Linked DNA regions of Mus musculus: all the other regions are linked to region 1. A link is a contact called in public promoter capture Hi-C data. All regions are on one chromosome and are shown on one strand. Each heading gives the region's core, a stretch centred on a gene start, on an enhancer-like site or on the middle of the called end of the contact. The rest is flanking DNA. Distances are from core to core; before and after follow the strand shown.

The links. Promoter capture Hi-C pulls out the DNA fragments that hold promoters and counts their contacts. Capture Hi-C pulls out chosen DNA fragments and counts their contacts.
Region 2: a promoter capture Hi-C map of pre-B cells shows a contact between it and region 1, with 2.3 times the contacts expected there. The contact joins the promoter of Tsc1 here to the promoter of Odf2 in region 1. A contact is called at or near these places in 3 of 39 promoter capture datasets (cranial neural crest, erythroid cells and pre-B cells).
Region 3: a contact with region 1 is called in a promoter capture Hi-C map of adipose tissue, with 2.5 times the contacts expected there. The contact joins the promoter of BC005624 here to the promoter of Odf2 in region 1. A contact is called at or near these places in 2 of 39 promoter capture datasets (liver and pre-B cells), 1 of 484 Hi-C or Micro-C datasets (CD4 T cells) and 1 of 9 other capture datasets (adipose tissue).

The regions. Positions count from the first base shown.
Region 1 is chr2:29,887,870-29,891,546 of GRCm38.p6, reverse strand. Odf2 (outer dense fiber of sperm tails 2) reads right to left here and starts at 1,557. Exons shown (of 21, transcript NM_001369060.1): 1 at 1,336-1,557; 2 at 545-781. The coding sequence starts at 576.
Region 2 is chr2:28,639,366-28,643,042 of GRCm38.p6, reverse strand. Tsc1 (TSC complex subunit 1) reads right to left here and starts at 1,810. Exons shown (of 23, transcript NM_022887.4): 1 at 1,753-1,810.
Region 3 is chr2:30,979,927-30,983,603 of GRCm38.p6, reverse strand. BC005624 (cDNA sequence BC005624) reads left to right here and starts at 1,663. Exons shown (of 9, transcript NM_144885.2): 1 at 1,663-1,826; 2 at 2,062-2,121; 3 at 3,554-3,605. The coding sequence starts at 1,744. It overlaps Usp20 (ubiquitin specific peptidase 20), which reads right to left and starts at 1,325. Exons shown (of 25, transcript NM_028846.5): 1 at 1,206-1,325.

The sequences.
Region 1 (3,677 bases), core at 308-2,807:
CACAGTTCCCAGATAGCCTTCTGCCGACCTCACCAGCTCTTCAGGGGGAAGACTGAAACCTAAAGCAACAGCACCATGGTCTGCACTCTGCTCGGCTCACAAACAACTACTGAGCGAGCCGGACGGCCACTCGGAAGAAGACTGTTCAAAGTAGAACCTCAAGTTTTCCCCCCTTCTACTTACTTATAATATCTCTGCTCACTTTAACACTAGTTTAGAGGTGCCATGGTGGGAAACGCTTTTAAGCCACCACATGGGACGTGGAGAAAGGAGAATCGGGAATTCAAGCACAACCTTGACTACCTAGTGAGTCTGAAGCCAAGCTGAACTCAAAGCATTAAGAGTGATCTTGTTTGCTACTAGTAAGCTGTAGGCGGGGGAGGGGAGTCTTTACTCCTCCCCTTTCAAAGTCACTTTCAAGTGTTTTGGGTCCAGACTTTCAGTACCTGGGAAACTAAAAAAAAGTTTCCATTGAGCCTGGCCTGGGGAGCCCTGACCACCTTTCCCTGCCCTACTGCAAAGGCGCCCCCCACATTGGCTGTACCTGGGGGAGCCGCCTGAGGATGAGGCAGACATGGTTAAGCATCAAAGCCGCAAAGATGGGCAATTGGGTCGGCAGGCTCTGCTCAGGGGGACCCAGAGGGGCTGGCCAATGAGAATCTCAGGGGCCGGGCATCAAACGTCCTCTCTCTGAGGGGAGGAGGGTGGAAGCTTTGGGGGTGGCAGTTGGATGAAAACTTGGGAGGCGCTCCTCTACTGTCCAAGTCGCACAGCAACTGTCCTGCCAAAGTGGGGAGGGAGGGAGACAGGAGAGGCTGAGCGACCTGCGGGGTGCCGAGTGCGCCGCCAGGAGGCAGGTGGAGGGCGCGGCAGGACAGTGAGGGGCCACGTCACTGAAAGGAGGACAACGACCAGCATGCCCAGACCCCACCCGGGAAGAATAGCGGGCCGACGGCTACTAGGGTTTAAACCTGAGGGCTGCCTGGAGTGCGAAGAAGGTGAGAACTGCTAGGCCCCAAGTGGGCCCCCCAGGGGCGGGAACCCGCACAGGGAGCTGGAGGGATCTTCGGGACAGTGCCTGGGCAACTGTCTCCTAGGTGAAGGGGCGTTCCCGGCAGAATAGCTACCAGGGAGAACCAATAGATGGAAGGGGTGGAGCGGCGGCCTAGGCGGGGCGGCATGGAGAGCCAGACCGCTCCTGGATCACCCACATCCCTGGAGCTGGTCTGGAGGGTCCCCGGAGGCCTGCCCACCCCGAGCGCATGTAACTGCTGCGGCCCAGTCCGCAGAGAGCAGGGGTGGCCTCCGGGGAGGATGGGGCGCACGGCCACCCACCAGCGGGCAAGAGGGGACGGGGTTCTGCCCATAGAAGGGCGCAGCCCTGCCCGAGGACAGCAGAGGAGGGAAAGAGCGCTGCCGATGGCCCGGAGAGGACGGAGGCGGCCGGCCCGCCCGTTAGCGGGAGGAGGAAGGGCCCGCGCCCAACGAGGAGCGGGGCGGGCCGGGTTCGGACGCAGGAAGGAGCGCGCCTAGACTCGGGGACGGTGCCCGGTCGAGCCAGCCCCGGGAGCGCGGGGCTTGAACCCGCGGCACTCTACGCCCTGCCCCGCCGCGTGGCCTCTCACCAAGAGCGGCACGGCTGCGCCCAGAACCGTCTCCTTATGAAGTCGTTGAAGTCGGAGGCCAGGGTCGTGCCATGGAGACGCCGCGGCGGATGCAGTCCGGCTCCCGCGGCGGCTCCTCCCCGCTTCCGCCTCCTTTTCCGACAACCGGTCGGCAGCTCGCCCATTGGCCAGTTCAAACCCCCCCCGGAGCCTCTCGGGTTTCGCCATTTAGGCCCAGCCCCCAGCGTCACAGAGATGCCCCGCCCCACACGGGGACGCTCCGCCCACTTCTGGGTCACGAGGCCTGTCCACCGCCCCGTCGTCAGGGAGACACGCGACGCCTCCCGCGCCAGCCGGCCTGGTCTTGCCCCACCGTTCAGGCCACCGAGTCCCCTCCGCCATTTTGCCCTGGTCCTCCTGAATCCTGAACCCTAACGCGCTCCCCTCGAAACACAGGAGGAAGCTGGACGCAGAGGGCGTCTGTACAAGCGACAGGCTGGGGCTTCTGGAAAGCCATTCCTATGCCTCGGCCGCTCAGTGCAGACAACTTGTGCACACTCCACAAACTGTACCCCTCTCCCACACGCCCCAAACCGAAGGAAGAGGCCGCACTCCCCACGCCCCTGCCGCCCTCCCGCACACCGTACGCCGCTTCTATACGGACCTGCTCTGCTGAGGTTCTCTCTGCTGAGCCGCCATCTTCTCAACTATGCTTCCCTGTTAGCCAATCGTGGGGGACTGTCACGAGGCTCACGTTCCCGCCCTGGATTCTGGGAGACTTTAACAACCTCCGGGCTGGGTAGACCTCATTTCCTTGACACCTTAACTCCAACACAGTAGTTGTGCTCCCACCAGCTCCTCCCTGGAGCGTGAACTACCTTCCCACCTCCACAGCCGGCAGGGCAGTCTTACCATGTCATATTTGTTCGTCAACCCTTGACGGTTCATTTTGTGCGTGCAACCCTGGCTGGCCTGGAACTTGCTGCGTTTGAGCAGAAATCTGCCTATCTCTGCTGCTTGCTGGGGTTATAGGAGTACACCAGCAAGCCGAGCCTTTCTTCTTCTTCTTCTTCTTCTTCTCCTTCTCCTTCTCCTTCTCCTTCTCCTTCTCCTTCTCCTTCTCCTTCTCCTTCTCCTTCTCCTTCTCCTTCTCCTTCTCCTTCTTCTTCCTTCTTCTTCTTCTTCTTCTTCTTCTTCTTCTTCTTCTTCTTCTTCTTCTTCTTTCTTCTTCCTTCTTCTTTCTTCTTCCTTCTTCTTCTTCTTCTTCTTCTTCTTCTTCTTCTTCTTCTTCTTCTTCTTCTTTCTTCTTCCTTCTTCTTCTTCTTCTTCTTCTTCTTCTTCTTCTTCTTCTTCTTCTTCTTTCTTTCTTCTTCCTTCTTCTTCTCCTCTTCTTCTTCTTCTTCTTCTTCTTCTTCTTCTTCTTCTTCTTCTTTCTTTCTTCTTCCTTCTTCCTTCTTCCTTCTTTCTTTCTTCTTTCTTCTTTCTTCTTTCTTCTTTCTTCTTCTTCTTCTTTTTTTCATGCCAGTAATCTCAATGAAGGAGGGAGATGGCCATGAGTTAGTTGAAGGCCAGTCTGTATCCCTCAGTCCTACCTATCTCTACCATCCTGAGGTTCCGCAAGAGCATACAGCTGGGGACAGGAACTCCGAGTTAGAACCCTTGCCTGACCTGAGCAAAATCCTAGATTCAATTTTCAGTAACACGTGCGTGTTATAATCTCCACGAATCATTGTCTCCACTCTGTCCAGCAGTTCTCTCTAGACAATTACCAACAGAGGCTTTTCCAAACTTTTGTCTCTTCTGCATTCCATACATCAAGTTCCCTATTTCATAGAGAAAAAATCTACCAAATGAAATTCCCTTAATATCTACACACTTTCCCACCCTTAGCTGCCCTTCTGGTCTGCCTTCAGATGTATGTGTGCTTCTTGCTGCCTAAGATAAACAACCTGCTTCAAGGTGCAGCTCAAACATGTCTGTAAAGTGTCTCCTTTGTAAACACGATGGTACATAGCTATAATCTCAGAATTCTATCAGGAGGCTGAGACAAGTTGATTTGGTCAGGAGTTTGAA
Region 2 (3,677 bases), core at 561-3,060, 1.2 Mb after region 1:
TATTAACTTTAGTAAGAAGGTATTTTCTGTTCACATCCTCTATAAATACCCCTTACATTTACACCAGGTGGTTACAAAAGTCTGAACAGCCTCGTTTGCCTGATGTATGACTGTTAAAGGGGCATTTCCTTACAAAACTCTAAATCAGTTTTCCTATTTGCATATCCCAGGTTTATTCAGCGACGCTCAAGTTAAAAATCACAGGTGGGTTGCTCAGTAAATCAAAGGCTCCCAGAAGATTAGGCTCTGTGAAGCTTCCTAGAATTTACCACTGCGCTTCCCCAGCCTGTTTGAATGCAGATGACTCCAACTTGATCCTAAAGTTATAAATCAAAATATCTCAGAAGAGCATTAGTCTATTTTAGTACTTTTACAGCTTACAATACGTAAAGTGAAGTGCTAATTCCATATTCGTTTTCTTAAGTAAGGATTTCAGCCTTTTTTTTTTCAGTGAATACCACCGGTTTTATGGAAAAATACAAAATACTTTGTAACCAAATTTGGATTACCAAATACACCGTGCTGTAAGAAACAAAAGCTTAAGACATACAAACCAAATGCACCCTGTTCAAAATCTCTCACCACACACACACACACACACACACACACACACACACATATCCCTACCTTGGCCAAATGATTAACTACACTCACTTAATAATAGGCCACCTTTAATCAAATAACAGACAAATGGAACCAGTCGGACTTCAATTCCAGTGCTGTCTCAGAATAGGGGGGTGTGACCTTGGGCAAATTATTCCACTCTCTCCAGGCCTCAGTTTCTTCATTTAGAAAGGCTGCAGACTGCTTCTCCTTTGTCCAGAACCAAAGACAGGATGGCTACCAAGCACTTTCAATAGTGCTCGGTCACACAGGCACCCCCTATTCCCCCTCTCCAAAAAACAAAAAACAAAAAAAAAACAAAAAAAAAAACAAAAAAAAACGATAGTTGCGATTACTGGCCGACCACACTCCACGCCATCCCCACGTCTCTCTCATTCCAAATCCAACACGCGAGAAGCCAAACTCTTCTAACCCACAACACAAAGAAAGTGCTTGGGTTCTAAAAAAGGTGTCTGGGACCGCAGGCAGTGGGTCCTCCAGGTCCTCAAATGAATGAATGAGCGTTCAGCAGTGGCTGGGCAGGTAGCTGTCGCTAACGAGCACCTCTGCCGACTTGGAGGTAACTGTCTTCCAGCATCAATTAAACACCCACAAGTACACCCAGAGCCAAGCACTCGGCCGTGCACACTCTCCCCGAGACGGCGGGCGCCGGGCAGCCTCCAGTGCCCACAGGCGGCCTTCATTCATTCTCCACCCCCAGCCCCGGCGGCTGCAGTAGAGGCTCGAGCCGCGACCCCACCCCCGGGTCCCCGTGCCGGGCCCGGGGTCTCTGACCTGCGCGGCGCACCCCCGCGGGAGCCTGTCACCGCAGCAAGCGAGGGGGGCGGGTTAGCGGGGCCACCTCGGGCCCGGAGCTGCAGCCAGCCATGCCATCGGACGGAGCAGGCCCGCCTCAGCTCCCCGGGGCCCCAGCAGCCCAAGCCGAGCCCTGCCGGAGCCAGCGCGCGATGAGGGCGAGGAAGAAGCTCCCCGAACCCCCTTCCCCGGACCCCCGACTCGGCTAACGCGCTCCGCAGCGCCCCACAGCGTGAGGTCACGCTGCCAGAGCTGCCCCGAAAAGCCCACAAGGAAAAGAAGGGGAAACACCCCCCGTACTCACCCACCGTCTCCTCCCCCTCAGCTGTTTACCTCACAGTCCCTCCAGCCTACAGGGCGCCGCCATCTTGGACGCGCAGCACCTCCCCCTGGCGTGAAGCGTCTCGAGCGGCGGGGGCCTCCGCTATGAAAAAGAGTCCCTATTCGGGTCTCTACTACGCTCCGAGCCTAATGCCAGATGGCCAGAGTCTCAGCCTCTCCAGACAGGACAGGATATACCACTTATGACGATACAAGCTGGCCGAGATAAATAAAACCGAAAGAGATTTTAATGTGGAGGCGGGGACGGCGGAAGGATCGTGAAGGTGGGAGCCCACTGAGAGATCTTGTGACTCTGAAGGAGGCCGAAAGAAGTCCCGGCGCAGAGGGCGGAGCCACGAGACCGGCCGAGGGGTGGGGTGGGGAGGGGCGGCCACGTGATGGTGACAGGAGGCGCGCGCTCGGAACAAGCACAGTCAAAAACAAGCTGGCAGGGCTAGGCTCAGTGGAGAGCGCTGGCCCTTTCGAGCCAGGTCCCTCTGTCTTTGGCACACCTGCCACCTTTGGGGTCTCCCTGTAGGCGTTCCTATTTCCAAATGAGCCTCTGGGATCCCCTTGGATGGACAGCCTGTCAATTGCAGCAAAAAGGATGGGGCTTTCCCCCACCACCACTTTTTCCTTTGCAGAAGAGTCTGTGGAGTGACATGTAGAGGCCAGCCTTAGTCAGAGGATGCAGTTTATGTTGTAAAGTCAGAATACCTTGATTTACTTGCATGCCATGACAAGGTGTCAAGTCTTTTCAAACCTTGCCGGCTGTGGTGCAAAGCTTTTTAGAGGGATATCAGAATGTATATAGTTTTCATTTGCTGTTATTTTCCTTATTTGTATTATTTTTTTAATTAATTATGTATTTATTAAGGTTTTCCAAGACAAAGTTTCTCTTTATGCTTTGCCCATCCTGGAACTTGCTCTGTAGCCCAGGCTGGCCTGGAAGTCAAGAGAGTCTTCTGCCTCTGCCTAGCTTTAAAGGTGCTAGCTTTAAAGGTGTTCACCGCCGCAGCTGCCCCAGCAGCCGCCGCCACAACCACCACCACCACCTGGCATTGTGTATTTTTTGTTTTGGTTTGTTGTTGCTGTATTTTGTTGTTTTTTGGTTTGGGTTGGAGTTTGGGGTTTTATTATACTTAAACTTATATAATAAGACCCAGTGAAAGATGATAAGCGGAAGCTAGAGAAATGGCCTTGCCGTTAAGAGCATTTGTTGCTCTTACAGAGGACCAGGGTTAGGTTCCCAGAACCCAAATGGCAGCAGCTCCCAACTACCTATAACTCCAGTTCGAGGAGATGGCGCCCTCGCCTGGCCTTCTTGGGAACTAGGACTTCTCTCCTAAGCATACATCCAGGAGGCTCTCCTTGTCCTTAAGATAATTGAGTTTGTGTACACTCACCCCCAAATTGTAGTCTTTCAAGTCGTGTGCATTGCACGTTGGATAAGCCAGGGAAATTATTAACAAATAAGTATTTTGTGTGTATTTAGTGGTTGCTTTGTATTGAGAGAAAAGCTTTGAGGTGTGATTAAATCGTAAACTCTGATTCTATTTGGGAAAAACAGGAAAAAAGGTGCACTTAATCTCTAGCTAAAACAGCGTAATTTTTCAACTTTTACCCTAAAATTATAATTTCAAGATGTTTAGACATACTGTATCTTGTGTTTGTGTACCCTCTCCCCAATATTATGGTTTATTCTTTAATGCCTTTTAATTTGGATATAATAGCTTGTACTTTAGATTTTGGTTGCTATCTTGCCAAAATAAGTGTTACTGTTTTTCAAGCTTGGCCCCCTTCCCCAATTGTCTTATTTAAAGAGAAAGTTAAACTCATTAAAAAAAATAATAATAATAATAATAATTGAGAGGAGGCAGAGGCGGGGCAGGCACCTTAATATAAATAAAACTCAAAGTACTTTAAAGTACCACAAG
Region 3 (3,677 bases), core at 414-2,913, 1.1 Mb before region 1:
GAGAATTGTACACCCAAGTCCCTGGATTCATGCAGCAGTTCCCAAGGTGCCTCTTTTTCAGCCAACAGAGACATGGTGTCCAATGACTGCCATCGACATCTGAAGATGGTTGATCTAATCTCCAGTGGGGTCAAGACTTTTGATACTTAATGCCTCTTTGATCAAAGCTAAAAGGCTGTTTCAAGACATCCCGAGTTTTCTCTTTGTCCCAGTCTAAGGGGAATATGACAACTTCAGAAAAAAAAATGTTCTGGAAAAAAGCCAAGGCATGGCAGACATGCCCTCCCTGCTTCAGAATAGTCTTCTGGAAAAAGTGTCCATCAGCCCCTCCCCCAGCCCATAAGCTGGCACACCAGCTGCAGCAGCAGCAGGGAAGACCCACAGAGGCCCGCTGTCCCTGAAGCACACCCTGCAGCTGTGAAAGCTCTGTCCCCAACCCAGCCTCACCTCCCAGCTGCAGAACTTGAAGTACGGGTTACTTCTCTTACGCCTCGGTAGCCTCGTTTTTTGAAAGAGAGACCCAACTGCATCTACTTCGTGGGATTTGATGGAAGGCTTCTAGAAGAGACTGCTTACCCCAGTGCCTGCCACAGTTAAGTGTCGAGTAAGAAGCGCTGTGCTCCAGAGGAAACTAGTAATTAAGGAGTCCCTAAAAGTCCCATGTGAGCTATTACGCATGCACTTATCCATCTTATAAGTGTTTATAGACACCTTTAAAAACTAACTACCGTCGCAACATCTCGGGGGTGTAAGGTGCTTATGGCAGAGCGACAGTCCTCCAGGCCAAACGAGTCCTCCCAAGCTCTCAAAGAGCAGTCCCTGGCCTCTGAACGTCAGTGGTACCTCTCCTAGGGACGAATGGCTGCAGGCCAACCTGGTATGGACAGTCAGCACCGGGACTGATATTCACCCCCGGCAAGGTGATCAGCTTTTGTGAGTGAGGAATAAATGTGCACGTCCGAGCCCTGGAGCCCGAGTGGCCTCCTGCTGGCCTTCCAAGCGACGTGCGGCCTGCTCAAAAGCCAGAGCCGTGGGGGTTCGGGGCGGGCACGGGAGTCGGTGATGGGATGATAGGCGGCGGGGACCTCTTACCAGGTCCTGGCCGCCCCGCAAAGCCAGGCCTCCCCTGCTCCCAGCGGCTGGACGATGATCCCCGCTCTAGCGGCCCAGCCCCCGGCAGCAGGCAGCAGCCGTCAGAAACTCACCTGCCGTCGCAACCGCGCCGCCTGTCAGTCAAGCTAGCCCACCGCGGCGCTGCCTAGAGTCTTGTGGCTCTGCCTGCCACGCCCCGCCTCCTCACCGTCAGACGTCCAATCGGGAGAGCCTATGCCAGGAGCGGGGGCGGTGTCACAGGTCACAGCCTACTAGAGGGCGGTACCGGGCACGCCGGAGGCGTGGCCGTGCGAGTGGTGAGTGCCCAAGCATGCCGGGAGTCGGGGGAGTGGCCGTGCTGCTGGGGTTTCACCGTGTGGTTCGAAGGCCGTCCTGTTGAGCGGTGAGCATGGTTACTCGATGGGCGTGGTCGAGGGTGTGGCCACGCGGCAATACCTGCCCTTGCTTTTCGGAGTTCGGAGTGGTTGCCTGCCCTGCTGAGGCGGGGCCCTACGGGCTTGGGGTGTGGCCTGGCAAGGCGGAGGCGGGTCTGAGTGCAGCCGACGCTCTGACGACACTTCTGCGCGCCGGAAGAGAGAGGTTCCCTGGACTACGCGTCTGGTAACGCAGCGCCAAGGGTCTGGTTCCGCTATGCGGATTACTGGGAAAACATTCCGCCGGCGCCGGGCTGACTCGGAGTCGGAGGAGGATGAACAAGAATCAGAGGAGGTTCGGTACGTGTTGCTGAGACAGGCTTGGGACTGGATACCGGCCAGCGCCACGCAGAGGCTCCTAGGGATAAGGCCACATCGCGGCTGGGAGAGGTGCCCCGGGGTCGCATGGGTCTGACTGCCGATGACCACTGGATCAGGGACTCGGCAAAGGGACATGTCCTTAGAACGGAGTTTGGCTTTTGAGTTCCGCAGGTCTCAACCTGTGCGTCACTTTTTATTCCTTTTTTTCCCCCAGGCTAAAACTGGAAGAAACCCGAGAGGTGCAGAACTTGCGGAAGAGGCCAAATGGGGTGAGGTGGGTACCACGGGGGTGGTCGCGGCGTCATTGATTTCCAGCTAAAACAAAAATTTCCAGCTAGGGTCGCAGTCACAAATCCCTCCTTTGACATACAGTTCTACTGATCATAGAGGGAACTAAGGTTCTTTATAAATGTTTGTCACATGCCCTGAACCTGATGGTCTATGGGTCTGCTCCAAGTCACTAACTGTAAATTTTAGCTGGACTGATGAATTGTGATTGACAACGTGTTAAGAGATAAGAATTTGGGAAACTTAGGTTAAAAAGTATAATAAATAAACAATAGCCTGGTTTGGTGCAATCCTATCACAGGGAGTTTGAGGGCAACCTAGGCTTCATAAGAAGAATAAAGAAAAAGAAAAAAACTTGAGGTAGAGAGACAGCATTTATAATAATATTTCCATTTATTTCCCACCTATTTCTTTTTTAGTTTATCCCATGCTTTTAAAGAGTTAAATCATCATATTACTGTGAGCCTCTGACCATGGTGTGTGTTTTCCAGAAAACCTTTTTAGAAGGCTGCGTCGTGTGCATTGCCAGGGGTGTGCACTATAACTTGCTACCAGATTGACTGGGATTGTGTGCTGCCTCACACCTAGACTCCCAGACTTGAGAAACTGAAACAGTGGGATTACCATGAGTTTGGTGCCAGCCGGGCCTGCAGAGTGAAACTGGTCTCAGCATCAACAAGGCCCATCCTAGTGCCATAGCACTGTAGTCCCAGCTGTGTGGGAAGATCACAGGTTTAAGGCCTGACTGAGCAACTATGAGACCTGGGTCATAAAGTAAACAAGAAATGGTGGGGATAGCTCAGTGCTGGTGTGCTTACTCAGTCCCTGTCAAGCCTTGGCTTCAGGTTTTAGGGTCATTTTGATAAATTTTCCTCTGGCATATGTCTTCTGATACAGATCCCTTGACTGGCAGAACCTTACTCTGTGATTTCCAGAATATCAAATGGCTTTGCAGGAGCGTGCGCCAACTGCTTCATTGCCTCTCACCCGACCCCCCATTTCACCATTCACAGCGAGCAGAGCACTGGGTTCTTCTTTGGCTTTTGTAACTACTGCCCACTACTCTCTCAGTTATGTAATCCCAATTGTCTCAGTTTGCTTCCTACTGCTGTGACCAGGACCAAAACAACTTGTACCCTTCCTGATCATCCTCAGTTATTGGGGGAATCATGGCAGGGCCTGAAGCAGAGACTGGAGGACACTGCTTCCTGGCTCATTCACATCCAGCTATGTTGTACAACACAGGCCCACTTGCCCACGGGGAGGAGCACTGTCCACAGGAGCAGGTTCTCGATTGAAGTTTCTTCTTCCCAGACAATTCCAGCTTATGTCAGATCAACAAAACCCTAGCCAGCACACTGATTTCCTCCTTGTCTCTGTGTTGTTTCTCTTTCTGTGGTTTGGTTTCTTTTGCTCAGTGCGGCTGCCCTGCTGGTAGGAGAGAAGGTTCAAGAGGAGACTACTCTGGTGGTGAGTGTTGGCTCCTCTCTGGGGCTGTTCTTCCTCTTTTTTTTTTTTTTTTTTAAGATTTTTTAAATTTAT